Regions from separate parts of the Pan troglodytes genome. Here all the other regions are linked to region 1. Evidence: chromatin contacts called from public Hi-C and HiChIP or PLAC-seq data. All regions are on one chromosome and are shown on one strand. The core of a region is the stretch at or near the end of the contact, and the rest is flanking DNA. Distances in the headings are between cores, read along the strand shown. Region 1 holds the start of NANOS3 (nanos C2HC-type zinc finger 3). Region 2 holds the start of MISP3 (MISP family member 3). Region 3 holds the start of SAMD1 (sterile alpha motif domain containing 1).

Region 1 (3,924 bases), core at 879-3,378:
CAGGGAATTGGGGGGCTACCCTGCCTCCCCTCCTTGTAGGAGTCCTTAGCCCTCCAGCCCCACTGGAGGATGGGGAGAATGGGTTGGAAACCCCACCCCCAAAGACTAGCAGTTACCAGTAACTTAAAGAAGTTAACTTAGTAACTTCTTTATAACTTTTTCTTCCTTCCCCTGGGCGGGGGAGTGGCCAGGTGCCCCTGGGCTCTTTGTGTGTGTGTGTATCCAGGGGGGAAGTTGCTGATGCTCCAGCTGTCTCTGAAAGGAGTGTGGTAGTCCCAGGCTCATGGGCTGGTTGCGGGGGTAGGGGGGAAGGATCATGTCCCCCGGCCCCCAGCTCTGGTCTCCCTCCAAGAGTTTTCACATCGGTTGTCTTAGTGGAACCCCCATTGAATGGATGAGCAAACTGAGGTGTGAAGCCACCTGCCCATCCAGTTATTTATAAAGACATGCACCAGGCCAGGGAGTGGTGGCTCATGCCTGTAATCCCAACAGTTTGGGAGGCCAATACAGGCGGATCACCTGAGGTCAAGAGTTCGAGACCAGCCTGGCTAACATGGTGAAACCCTGTCTCTACTAAAAATACACACACACACACAAAATTAGCTGGGCATGGTGGCGGGTGCCTGTGATCCCAGCTACTCAGGAGGCTGAGGCAGAAGAATTGCTTGAACCCAGGAGGCAGAGGTTGCGGTGAGCCAAGATCAAGCCACTGCACTCCAGCCTGGGAAACAGAGTAAGACTCTGTCTCAAAACAACAAAACAACAACAACAACAACAAAAAGCACCACATCTGCCTCCTTCTTCTAGTTACTGGGGCCCCCTGAGGCTAGGTGCTGGGGAGGGAGCCCTTTCCTGGCGGGGGCTGCAGAGGGGTGAGAAAGAACCCTCTGGAGTTGGGAGGTGGGGGATACCAAGTTGGGCTGTTAGGAGGGGACCCCTAGTACCTACAGGTCTTCAATGTCCTCCCCCAGATGAGATCTGAGCTCAGTCCCAGGAGGGTAGGGTGTGCTCAGGACTTGGACACAGGAGAGACGCTGTGCCGCTTACACAGCTCATCCACCCATCCATTCATTTAAGAAACTTTTATTGGCCAGGCACTGTGGCTCATTTTGAGAGGCCGAGGAGGATTGCTTGAACCTAGGAGTTGGAGACCAGCCTGGGCAACGTTTTGAGACCCTGTTCCTACAAAAACACTTTTTCGAAATAAGCTGGGTGTGGTGGCGCGTGCCCGTGGTTCCGGCTACTGGGGAGGCTGAGGCGGGAGGATCAACGCTTGACTCCAGTTATTAGAGGCTGCAGTGAGCTAAGGTCACACCATTGCACTCCAGCCTGGGTGACAAGAGCGAGATCCTGTCTCTAATTTAAAAAAACTATGGAGCACTCCACGGAGCAGAACTTACCACCCACATTTCAGAAAGGGGTTTTAGGCCAGGCAAGGTGGCTAATGCCTGTAATCCCAGCACTTTGGGAGGCCGAGGTGGGAGGATTACTTGAGGTCAGGAGTTTGAGACCAGCCTGGCCAACACAGTGAAATCTCGTCTCTACTAAAAATACAAAAATTAGCCCACCGTGGTGGCAGATGCCTGTAATCCCAGCTACTTGGGAGGCTGAGGCCAGAGAATCACTCAAACCCTGGAGGCAGAGGTTGCAGTGAGCTGAGATTGGGCCACTGCACTCCAGCCTAGGCAACAGAGTGAGACTCTGTCTTAAAAACAAAAAGTGGGGGGGGATTTTAGCTGCCCTGCCCCAGCCTGTTTACCCCCAACCCTCTAATATTTAATCCCAAATCCAGCCAGAGTCCATCCAGATTCCAGACACCAGCTCTCCTCTCCAAAGAGGAGTGGTTGGGGTCAGGGCAAAAAACAGGCTGAGTGACTGTGGCGGTGGGGGGTCCTGTCCCCAGTCCCCATTCCCCTTAAGCCATGTCTGGCCCAGCCACAGTGACATTCATCCCCCGGTGGGTCTGGCCTCGGTCCTCACAACCCACCGACAACAATGAATGTTGATTGTGACCTCGGCTGTGGCCTAGGGGAGGGGACGTGCCCAGGCTGGATTGGGGGCTCCCCAGGCCCCCCTAGATCTGGAAGGTCAGAGTCACCGGCAGGAGGATGGCAATTCCAGGCCTCAGGGTCCACTCAACGGTCGATGGTTTGCCTGAGCTGCCCAAACTCACCGACAGGTTGAATGTTCCCCCAAACCCTTGGCAAATTTTCCGGGACCTGGAGTCGGGGGTGGGGTAGGTGGCAGGGAACCAGAGAGCATGAAGAGGGAGAGGAGGAGAGAGTAAGGAACCCCTTTTCTCTCATGAAATAAACAAACGCTTTTCAGGTGCTGTTTGCACCTAGATCTGGGAAAAACACAAGGCAAATATAAATGATAGTAAATAAAATGTAGCCTTTGCTATGGGGATGGAGATGTAGCAGTGCAGGGGAGTGCTGGCCTCAAGCCCGCTCCTTAAGTAATTCACAAAGTGATCCTGGAGGTGCAGATTACCCCCCTTTGTCAACTGGGGAGACTGAGGCCAAAGGCCACTGCTAGTCCGAGGTGGAGGAGGCATTCCAAGTGTTCCCGGGAAGTCTGGCAACGGAGGATCCTGGCCCCGAGGGCATTGATGCAACGTGGAGATAAACAAGCCATTTTAATACAATGTAATACGTTCTGGGAGCTTCACTGAGTTCCGGGCACGATGGTTTAGGAATCACAACAGCGTGAGTGGAGCGCTTGGGGGTGGGGGGTCGTCAGGTCTCTCCACTTTACAAGTGCACTGGGGCCCCACTAGACAGGGAAGAGGCAGGAGGTTCAGAGAGGGCGTCGCTCGCCCCGCGTGCGCGGTCACACAGCATCTGAACTCGGGCACTTCCGGAGGGAGTCCGCGCAGCCACGTGGGGGCTGCCCCTTGGGCCTCAAAACCGGCTGCGGCGCCCCCTCTCCATTTCCTCATCCCTCAAATGACCCCCAGTCCCTTCCTCCAGTGATCGCACAGAGTTCGGCGACCAACCCCCCGCCCCGGGTGCCCCCAGGCCTACAGGTACGCACCCCTATCTCCCACCCCCCGCAAGCCAAGCAGTGACGACCAGGGATGGGCGAGCGCGCCTTCGCCCCTGACCTGGGTCTGCGGACGGCCTAGCCGGGTGCTGCGGCTCAGGCCTGTAATTCAGTATTTTGGGAGGCTGAGGCGGGAGGATCTTTTGAGCCCAGGAGATGGAGACCAGCCTGAGCAACATAGCGAGATACCTGTCCCTACAAAAAAATTAGCTGGGTGTGGTGTAGTGAGCCTGTAGTCTTAGCTACTTAGGAGTCTGAGATGGGAGGATCGCTTGGACCCCAAGAGTTCGAGGCTCGAGGCTGCAGTGAGCCGTGATCGCGCCACTGTATTCCAGCCTGGGTGACAGGACGAGACCCCGTCGTCGCAAAAAAATAAGTAATTTCCTGGCCCCTGGCATTTCACCGAGGGGAATACTGAGGCCCAAAATAACCGCCTGGCATAACCCCAAGGTAGATGAGGGACCCCCAAGTGTGCCGAGCTGCGTGAACCACCCCCCCCACCACACCCCTCACGGTGGTGGCGACGGGACCCGGCCCAGCCCCCGAGGACGCGCCCCCGAGAGCCCCGCCCCCGAGAGCCCCACCCACAGTCTGGAGCCACCAGCCAAGGCCCCAGCCCAGGCCCTGCCCCTTAGAGCCCCGTCGCTTTTGACCTGTTCCCCAGAACACACTCCCTCTAAAACCCGCCCATATAGACTCCCACGGAGCCGCCAAGCCCCTAAGCCAGTCCTCAAAGAGCCCAGCTCCCTTAGGGCCCGCCCCCTTAGAGCCCTCCACAAAAGCCTGCTCTATAGACGCCCCGGGACTGCGTCCTGCCCCCACGAAGCCCAGCCCCCCACTAAGGTCCGCCCCGACCGGGCACGCCCCCAAACCGAACTT
Region 2 (3,962 bases), core at 755-3,254, 200 kb before region 1:
CACGGCCTGCGCGGCCCGGGCTCAGGCCCCGGCTCCGGCGCAGGCTCTCCTCGCGTTCGCAGCTGCGGCGGATTTCGCGCTCGATGGGCGTCTCCATGAACCGCTCCTCCCGGGGACGCTGGGGAGCCTCGGGGCACGGCGGAAAACGCAGGTGGGGGGCTTCCGAGCCTGACCTGGAGGAGGAGGTCTTAGGGCCTGGAGGGGGATGCTGCCCCTGGAACTCCGCCCTTTGCGCTTCGGACGGCCCAGGGTCGTCTCTGCCTGGCTCAGGACTCTCAAAGCCCGCAGCTGTGGACAGCCCGGGGCTCTCTGCGTCCTGCTCGACTGATGGCTCGAGGACTTCGCTCTCTTGCTCCAGGATCTCCACGTCCTTTGCGGAGGGCTTGGGGACCTCGGTGTTCAGCTCCGCAGCAGCTCTGGGGCTTCGCTGTCTGGCCCTGGGGACTCCTGGCCCTCCTCTTCAGATGACCCCAGGGTTTCGTTCTCCGGCCGGTGGGGGCCTTCGTGTCCAGGGTTGGAAGCAGTTCGGAAGCCTCAGTTCCCAACCGGGGTTTTGATTCCCAGAGCGAGGACAGAGGGCACTGTGAGGCACCTGTGGCGGCAGTGGCGGCCCGTGGGTTCCAAGGCGTCGCCCGCACCGGCCGCTTCTCTGACCCGCCTCTGGCCTCCAGGAACGGCCCCCGGGGGCAGGGCCGGGCACCGCCCCCGGCACCTGCCAGGAGGACTCCCGCCCCGCCCTGGCCCCGCCCTCGGGACAAGGGGCGCCTCGGTTGGGCACTCAGTTTCATCAGCTAGCGCGCCCAGTCACCTCAGGGCACGGGACTTCTTGGAAGAGGGCTTCCTTAGACCCGGCCCCGCTCTCTGGGGGGCCATTCTGGGTGCTGGGTTCTACTGAGCGCACCCTGGCACTTTTTCAGAGCCATGTCCCCGTCATCGTCCGGGAGACTGGGCCCAGCAGCGCGTCGGACTGGGGTTCTGAACCACTAGCCGCTTGGTGAGGTGTCCCCCGAAGCCGTCTTTTCGGGACCCGGGCAGCCCCGCTTGGTCGTGCCAGCCGGCAGGCAGCGACTCCTCAGGCCTCTGGGCCCTCCCTCCGATCCAGCCTTGCAGCGCACAGCTCCGGCCCGAGGGGGCGCCAGGAGCCGCCTTACTGGCCGCTGGGGTCTCCCTACCAATGCTTGGGCTCAGCGAGGTTCCCAGCCGCGCACCACTGCCCCCACGCCAAGCCGAGAAGCGGCTTCCCTTCTCCTCCCGGAAAAATCCGGGAGGTGTCCGCTGCCAAGGGCACTCCCGGATTGAGGGAGGAGGGAGAGACGGACACAGTGCGCCGTGGGCGCAGCTTAGCGGTTGCAGTTGAAAGGCGGTCACCTTGGGCCCGGGCGCCTGGGGAGGCCCAGACAGGAAACAGGAGGCGTCCAGGGTAGGGGGAAAGAGCAGCTGGGGCCGGATCATGCGGTTCAAGGGCAGGATCGATGCCCTTGCGCGGGCCACCCTCCCCTAGGGACGTTTTCCACTTTCCCCCTAATGGAAGCAGACTCTTCCCAGAACCTGCCCCCAACCCCACCATTCTGGGGTGCCCAGAAGGAAAAATACAGTTACCGGCCGGGCACGGAGGCTCATGCCCGTGATGCCAGCACTTTGGGAGGCCGAGGCGGGAGGATCACCTGAGGTCAGGAGTTCGAAACCAGCCTGGCCAGCATGGCCAAACCCCGTCTCTACTAAAAATACAAAAAAAAAAAATTAGCCAGGCCTGGTGGTGGGCGCCTGTAATCCCAGCTATTCGGGAAGCTGAGGTGGGAGAATCACTTGAACCTGGGAGGTGGAGGTTACAGTGAGCCAAGATCACGCCACTGCACTCTAGCCTAGGCAGCAAGAGCAAAACTCTGTCTCAAAATAAATAAATAAATAAATAAGCTGTATACTTCTGGGAAAAAGTTTTCTTTATAGCACCTTCCCCACTGCATCATCTCCTGGTCCTTCCTCCAGCCATGCCAACTGGGCTGGGTTCTTGGCCCCCTTTCACGGGAACATTTTTTTCTTTTTCTTTTTCTTTTCTTTCTTTCTTTTTTCTTTTTCTTTTTTTTTTTTTTTTTTTTTTGCCGGTCTCAGTCTTTAATCGTGGCAGGGCCTTACGCACGCGCGCACATACACACACTCAGGCTTCAGATCTTGTTGAAAGCTGCGATATCGACACTCTGCACGTGCTCCTCAAATTTAGTGATCTCCTCCTCCAGCAAGTCTGTCCCCACCTTGTCGTCCTCCACCACACACTGAATCTGTAGCTTCCGGATACCGTAGCCCACGGGCACCAGCTTGGAGGTCCCCCAGACCAGCCCGTCCAGCTCGATAGAGCGCACACAGGCCTCCAGCTGGGCCATGTCCGTCTCATCGTCCCAAAGCTTGACATCCAGCAGGATGGAGGACTTGGCCACTAGTGCAGGCTTCTTGGCCTTCTTCTCCGCGTACTGCCGTAGCCACTCCTCCCGCAGCTGTGCCGCCTCCTTGTCCTCCTCCTCATTGTCGCTGCCAAACAGGTCAATGTCATCATCCTCGTCATCCTCTGCTGGTGTGGCTGGCTTCTTGGCCGGGGACTCCACTTGGCGCATGGGAGACACGTGCTGGGTCTGCGGGGCCGTGGCCCGGTGGCCAGGCGAGCTCTTCTCCAGCACGTTCAGCTGGGCCTCCAGCTTGGAGATGGCCTGCTGCAGCTCCTGTACCACGCCACGCAGGCTCTGGTTCTCCACTTCCAGACTGGCGATCCGGACAACGAGCTCGCTGTGGTCTCCGCTGGGGCCACTGGAGGCCCCGGGGCCTGAGCTTCCAGCCAGGGATTTCTGGATGTTCTCTCTGGCTCTCACAATGTCATGGAGGATCACGCTGGCACCGTTCTCCTGGCGGGAGGCACCTGCCACAGGCCCGTTCATCTGCTGGTAGAATCTCCTTTCTGCGTCGTCATATTTGAACTTGTCAAACCAGATCTTCTCATGTGCTAGGAAGTTTGTAGCCATTTTTCTGACGCCAGCCAAGGACGCGGCGACCAAGGAGGAGGAATCGGCGGACGCGGGAAGATTGATGAAAGGGCTCTTTTTCTTTTTTGAGACGAAGTCTCACTCGGTTGCCCAGGCTGGAGTGCAGTGGTGTGATCTTGGCTCACTGCAACCTCCGCCTCCCGGGTTCAAGCGATTCTCCTGCTTCAGCCTCTGGAGTAGCTGATATTACAGGCGTGTGCCACCACGCCCAGCTAATTTTTTTGTAGTTTTAGTAGAGACAGGGTTTCACCATGTTGGCCAGGCTGGTCTCGAACTCCTGACCTCATGATCTGCCCGCCTCAGCCTCCCAAAGTGCTGGGATTACAGGTATGAGCCACCGCACCCGGCTTCTGGGAGCTTTTTCTGACAAGAGCACCTATGATGTCCGTTTGGCAGATTCAATCACTGACTTCATTCCCTGTCCTCCTCTTCATTAGCTCCTTGGTCTTTGGGTACACCACCCCCTCCTGATTTCCTTCTACTTCACAAGCACCCCTTCTCAGACTTCTGTTTCACCTTCCTTCCCCTCTGGCTTCCTTGGGGTCACCTGATGAAAGAGAGGAGAGTGAAGCCAAGGTGTTTATCCCAGCCAGGCACGGTGGCTCACACCTGTAATTTTAACACTTTGGGAGGCCGAGGCAGGAGGATTGCTTGAAACCAGCCTGGGTAATATAGGGAGACCCTGTCTCTGCAGAAAGGAAGAAAGAAAGAAGGAAAGAAGGAAAGAGAGAAAGAAAGGGAGGGAGGAAGGGAGGGAAAGAAGGAAGGAAGGAAGGAAGGAAGGAAGGAAGGAAGGAAGGAAGGAAGGAAAGAAGACATTTTTTTAAATTAGCTGGGCATGGTGGTTTGTGTCTGTAGGCCCAGGTACTTGGGAGGCTGAGGTGGGAGGATCATTTGAGCCTAGGAGTTTGAGGCTGCAGTAAGCTATAATAA
Region 3 (3,907 bases), core at 1,073-3,572, 220 kb before region 1:
GAATCCATAACCTAATGGTAAGCACAGGCCTGAGTCAGAGTAAATATCTCTTGAATGTTAGGCCATTCGCATTTATTGTTGTAATAATGATTATGTTGAATGCTGAGGTTTGGGTGATTCTTGATCCCTCTCCAGGTGGAAGCTCCCTTCATACCAAAGTTTAAAGGCCCTGGGGATACGAGTAACTTTGACGACTATGAGGAAGAAGAAATCCGGGTCTCCATCAATGAGAAGTGTGGCAAGGAGTTTTCTGAGTTTTAGGGGCGTGCCTGTGCCCCCATGGGTTTTTTCTTTTTTCTTTTTTTTGGTCGGGGGGGTGGGAGGGTTGGATTGAACAGCCAGAGGGCCCCAGAGTTCCTTGCATCTAATTTCACCCCCACCCCACCCTCCAGGGTTAGGGGGAGCAGGAAGCCCAGATAATCAGAGGGACAGAAACACCAGCTGCTCCCCCTCATCCCCTTCACCCTCCTGCCCCCTCTCCCACTTTTCCCTTCCTCCTTCCCCACAGCCCCCCAGCCCCTCAGCCCTCCCAGCCCACTTCTGCCTGTTTTAAACGAGTTTCTCAACTCCAGTCAGACCAGGTCTTGCTGGTGTATCCAGGGACAGGGTATGGAAAGAGGGGCTCACGCTTAACTCCAGCCCCCACCCACACCCCCATCCCACCCAACCACAGGCCCCACTTGCTAAGGGCAAATGAACGAAGCGCCAACCTTCCTTTCGGAGTAATCCTGCCTGGGAAGGAGAGATTTTTAGTGACATGTTCAGTGGGTTGCTTGCTAGAATTTTTTTAAAAAAACAACAATTTAAAATCTTATTTAAGTTCCACCAGTGCCTCCCTCCCTCCTTCCTCTACTCCCACCCCTCCCATGTCCCCCCATTCCTCAAATCCATTTTAAAGAGAAGCAGACTGACTTTGGAAAGGGAGGCGCTGGGGTTTGAACCTCCCCGCTGCTAATCTCCCCTGGGCCCCTCCCCGGGGAATCCTCTCTGCCAATCCTGCGAGGGTCTAGGCCCCTTTAGGAAGCCTCCGCTCTCTTCTTCCCCAACAGATCTGTCTTCACCCTTGGGCTTTGAAAGCCAGACAAAGCAGCTGCCCCTCTCCCTGCCAAAGAGGAGTCATCCCCCAAAAAGACAGAGGGGGAGCCCCAAGCCCAAGTCTTTCCTCCCAGCAGCGTTTTCCCCCAACTCCTTAATTTTATTCTCCGCTAGATTTTAACGTCCAGCCTTCCCTCAGCTGAGTGGGGAGGGCATCCCTGCAAAAGGGAACAGAAGAGGCCAAGTCCCCCCAAGCCACGGCCCGGGGTTCAAGGCTAGAGCTGCTGGGGAGGGGCTGCCTGTTTTACTCACCCACCAGCTTCCGCCTCCCCCATCCTGGGCGCCCCTCCTCCAGCTTAGCTGTCAGCTGTCCATCACCTCTCCCCCACTTTCTCATTTGTGCTTTTTTCTCTCGTAAAAGTGGGGAGCCGCTGGGGAGCCACCCCATTCATCCCCGTATTTCCCCCTCTCATAACTTCTCCCCATCCCAGGAGGAGTTCTCAGGCCTGGGGTGGGGCCCCGGGTGGGTGCGGGGGCGATTCAACCTGTGTGCTGCGAAGGACGAGACTTCCTCTTGAACAGTGTGCTGTTGTAAACATATTTGAAAACTATTACCAATAAAGTTTTGTTTAAAAAAAAAAGTGTCGCTGGTGTTCTCGACTTCGATCACCCACCCACACACCCCCAGGGGGTTGGAAAGGGAATTTCGGACCCCAGCGTGCAGGCCGATCAGGTCCTGGCTTGAAGTCCTTGTAACCAGGGTTTAGCTGAAATTCCGGCACTCCTTCGGCCCCGCAGGAGAAACGAGCGTCAAACTGCCCTTTGACCCCAGATTCGGGGTCCCCAAATCTGCGGCGCGCCCCCTCGGCGTCCAGCCCGGGACCGAGAGGGCGCTCTAGGGAGGCGCTGGGGCTGGCGCGCCAGGAGGCCGAGCGGCGGCGGGGGCGGCCCTGGCAGGGGGAGTAGAAGGCGGAGAGGGTGCGCGCCCCCCTTCCCGCATCCTCAGCGCCGGGCCAGGCGCGCCTGAGGGACGCGGGGGCGGCGGCAGCAGGAGGGTCCCCGCAGCACCCTGCGAGCGCGGCAGCCCCGGCCCGCGGGCGGCGAGTTCCCGGTAAGTGCGGTCCCGAGAGCGGAGCGCGCTGGAGAGGCGTGGAGAGGGGGGCTGGGCGCCGGGGACGTCTGGGTCCCGCGCCCAATGGCTGGAGGGCGGCCGAGCGCCGCCCGCCCGCCCTGCCCGCCCCCTCTCCCCTCCCCCCGGCACTCCCCTCCCCCTCCCCCGCCCGTCGCTTTCCCCCGCCCCCGCCCCGGCGCCAACTCCGCGGCGCCTCCTTAAAAAGCGCGCGGGAGTTGTAAGGGGGGGCCGGAGCGAGCCGGAGTGAGCGAGAGCGCAGGGTAAAGGGGGCGGGCGGGGGGCCCGGGCTCCACCTTAAAAGCGGGCGCGTGGGGGTGGGAGGGAGGAAGGCGGGCGGCGGGGGGGAGGGAGGGAGGGAAGGAAGGGGGGCCGGAGTGTCCCGGGCGCAGGGCGCGCGTGCGGCGGCGGCGGCGGCGGGGAGGGGCCGGCCGCGCCGCGCTCCCCTCCTCCCCCTCGCATCCCCGGCCCCGCGCGCGCCCAGCAGAAGCGGGTCTGTGTGTGCGTGCGTGCGAGTGAGTGAGTGTGTGCATATTTTTTTCTCTCTTTTCTTTCTCTCTCACTGTTTTTTCCTCTCTCTCTCTCTCTCGCTCCCTCTCTCTCTCTTTTTTTTTTTTTTTTGCAAAGAAACAGCAGCGCCGCCGCCGCTCCGCCGAGGCGCTGCGCCCCCCGGGGGGGGAGGCGGAGGAGGCGGGCAGCGGCGGAGGGAGGGGAGCCGGGGAGGGGGGCGCCGCGCTGGGAGGGAGGCAGCGCGCACGGTGCAGCCGGGCCGGGCGGGAGGCATGGCGGGGCCCCCGGCCCTACCCCCGCCGGAGACGGCGGCGGCCGCCACCACGGCGGCCGCCGCCTCGTCGTCCGCCGCTTCTCCGCACTACCAAGAGTGGATCCTGGACACCATCGACTCGCTGCGCTCGCGCAAGGCGCGGCCGGACCTGGAGCGCATCTGCCGGATGGTGCGGCGGCGGCACGGCCCGGAGCCGGAGCGCACGCGCGCCGAGCTCGAGAAACTGATCCAGCAGCGCGCCGTGCTCCGGGTCAGCTACAAGGGGAGCATCTCGTACCGCAACGCGGCGCGCGTCCAGCCGCCCCGGCGCGGAGCCACCCCGCCGGCCCCGCCGCGCGCCCCCCGCGGGGCCCCCGCCGCCGCCGCCGCGCCGCCGCCCACGCCCGCCCCGCCGCCACCGCCCGCGCCCGTCGCCGCCGCCGCCCCGGCCCGGGCGCCCCGCGCGGCCGCCGCCGCCGCCACAGCGCCCCCCTCGCCTGGCCCCGCGCAGCCGGGCCCCCGCGCGCAGCGGGCCGCGCCCCTGGCCGCGCCGCCGCCCGCGCCAGCCGCTCCCCCGGCGGTGGCGCCCCCGGCCGGCCCGCGCCGCGCCCCCCCGCCCGCCGTCGCCGCCCGGGAGCCGCCGCTGCCGCCGCCGCCACAGCCGCCGGCGCCGCCACAGCAGCAGCAGCCGCCGCCGCCGCAGCCACAGCCGCCGCCGGAGGGGGGCGCGGTGCGGGCCGGCGGCGCGGCGCGGCCCGTGAGCCTGCGGGAAGTCGTGCGCTACCTCGGGGGCAGCGGCGGCGCCGGCGGTCGCCTAACCCGCGGCCGCGTGCAGGGGCTGCTGGAGGAGGAGGCGGCGGCGCGAGGCCGTCTGGAGCGCACCCGTCTCGGAGCGCTTGCGCTGCCCCGCGGGGACAGGCCCGGACGGGCGCCGCCGGCCGCCAGCGCCCGCCCGTCTCGCAGCAAGGTGAGCGCGCCGG

What was found. Hi-C and Micro-C count contacts between places; a contact is called where the count stands out from the background. HiChIP or PLAC-seq counts read pairs in DNA pulled down with a chosen protein or histone mark.
Region 2: a Hi-C map of stem cell-derived neural progenitor cells shows a contact between it and region 1, with 6 times the contacts expected there. The contact joins the promoter of MISP3 here to the promoter of NANOS3 in region 1. A contact is called at or near these places in 4 of 7 Hi-C or Micro-C datasets (blood, induced pluripotent stem cells and stem cell-derived neural progenitor cells), 1 of 1 datasets of contacts at active chromatin or transcription factors (stem cell-derived excitatory neurons) and 1 of 1 other capture datasets (stem cell-derived neural stem cells).
Region 3: a contact with region 1 is called in an H3K4me3 HiChIP or PLAC-seq map of stem cell-derived excitatory neurons, with 11 times the contacts expected there. The contact joins the promoter of SAMD1 here to the promoter of NANOS3 in region 1. A contact is called at or near these places in 1 of 1 datasets of contacts at active chromatin or transcription factors (stem cell-derived excitatory neurons) and 1 of 1 other capture datasets (stem cell-derived neural stem cells).

The regions. Positions count from the first base shown.
Region 1 is chr20:16,566,980-16,570,903 of NHGRI_mPanTro3-v2.0_pri, reverse strand. NANOS3 (nanos C2HC-type zinc finger 3) reads right to left here and starts at 2,128. Exons shown (of 2, transcript XM_001171060.7): 1 at 1-2,128. It overlaps MIR181C (microRNA mir-181c), which reads right to left and starts at 2,215; the gene lies at 2,106-2,215. MIR181D (microRNA mir-181d) reads right to left here and starts at 2,038; the gene lies at 1,903-2,038.
Region 2 is chr20:16,765,691-16,769,652 of NHGRI_mPanTro3-v2.0_pri, reverse strand. It overlaps MISP3 (MISP family member 3), which reads right to left and starts at 2,004. Exons shown (of 2, transcript XM_063800580.1): 1 at 1-2,004. The coding sequence starts at 97. It overlaps LOC455775 (elongation factor 1-delta), which reads right to left and starts at 3,107. Exons shown (of 1, transcript XM_009434877.5): 1 at 2,031-3,107. The coding sequence starts at 3,008. The coding sequence ends at 2,163. It overlaps MIR1199 (microRNA mir-1199), which reads right to left and starts at 46; the gene lies at 1-46.
Region 3 is chr20:16,785,995-16,789,901 of NHGRI_mPanTro3-v2.0_pri, reverse strand. It overlaps SAMD1 (sterile alpha motif domain containing 1), which reads left to right and starts at 2,322. Exons shown (of 6, transcript XM_003316155.7): 1 at 2,322-2,427; 2 at 2,792-3,894. The coding sequence starts at 2,947. The region is part of intron 1 of MISP3 (MISP family member 3); the gene reads right to left. PRKACA (protein kinase cAMP-activated catalytic subunit alpha) reads left to right here. Exons shown (of 10, transcript XM_024351904.2): 10 at 136-1,676. The coding sequence ends at 261.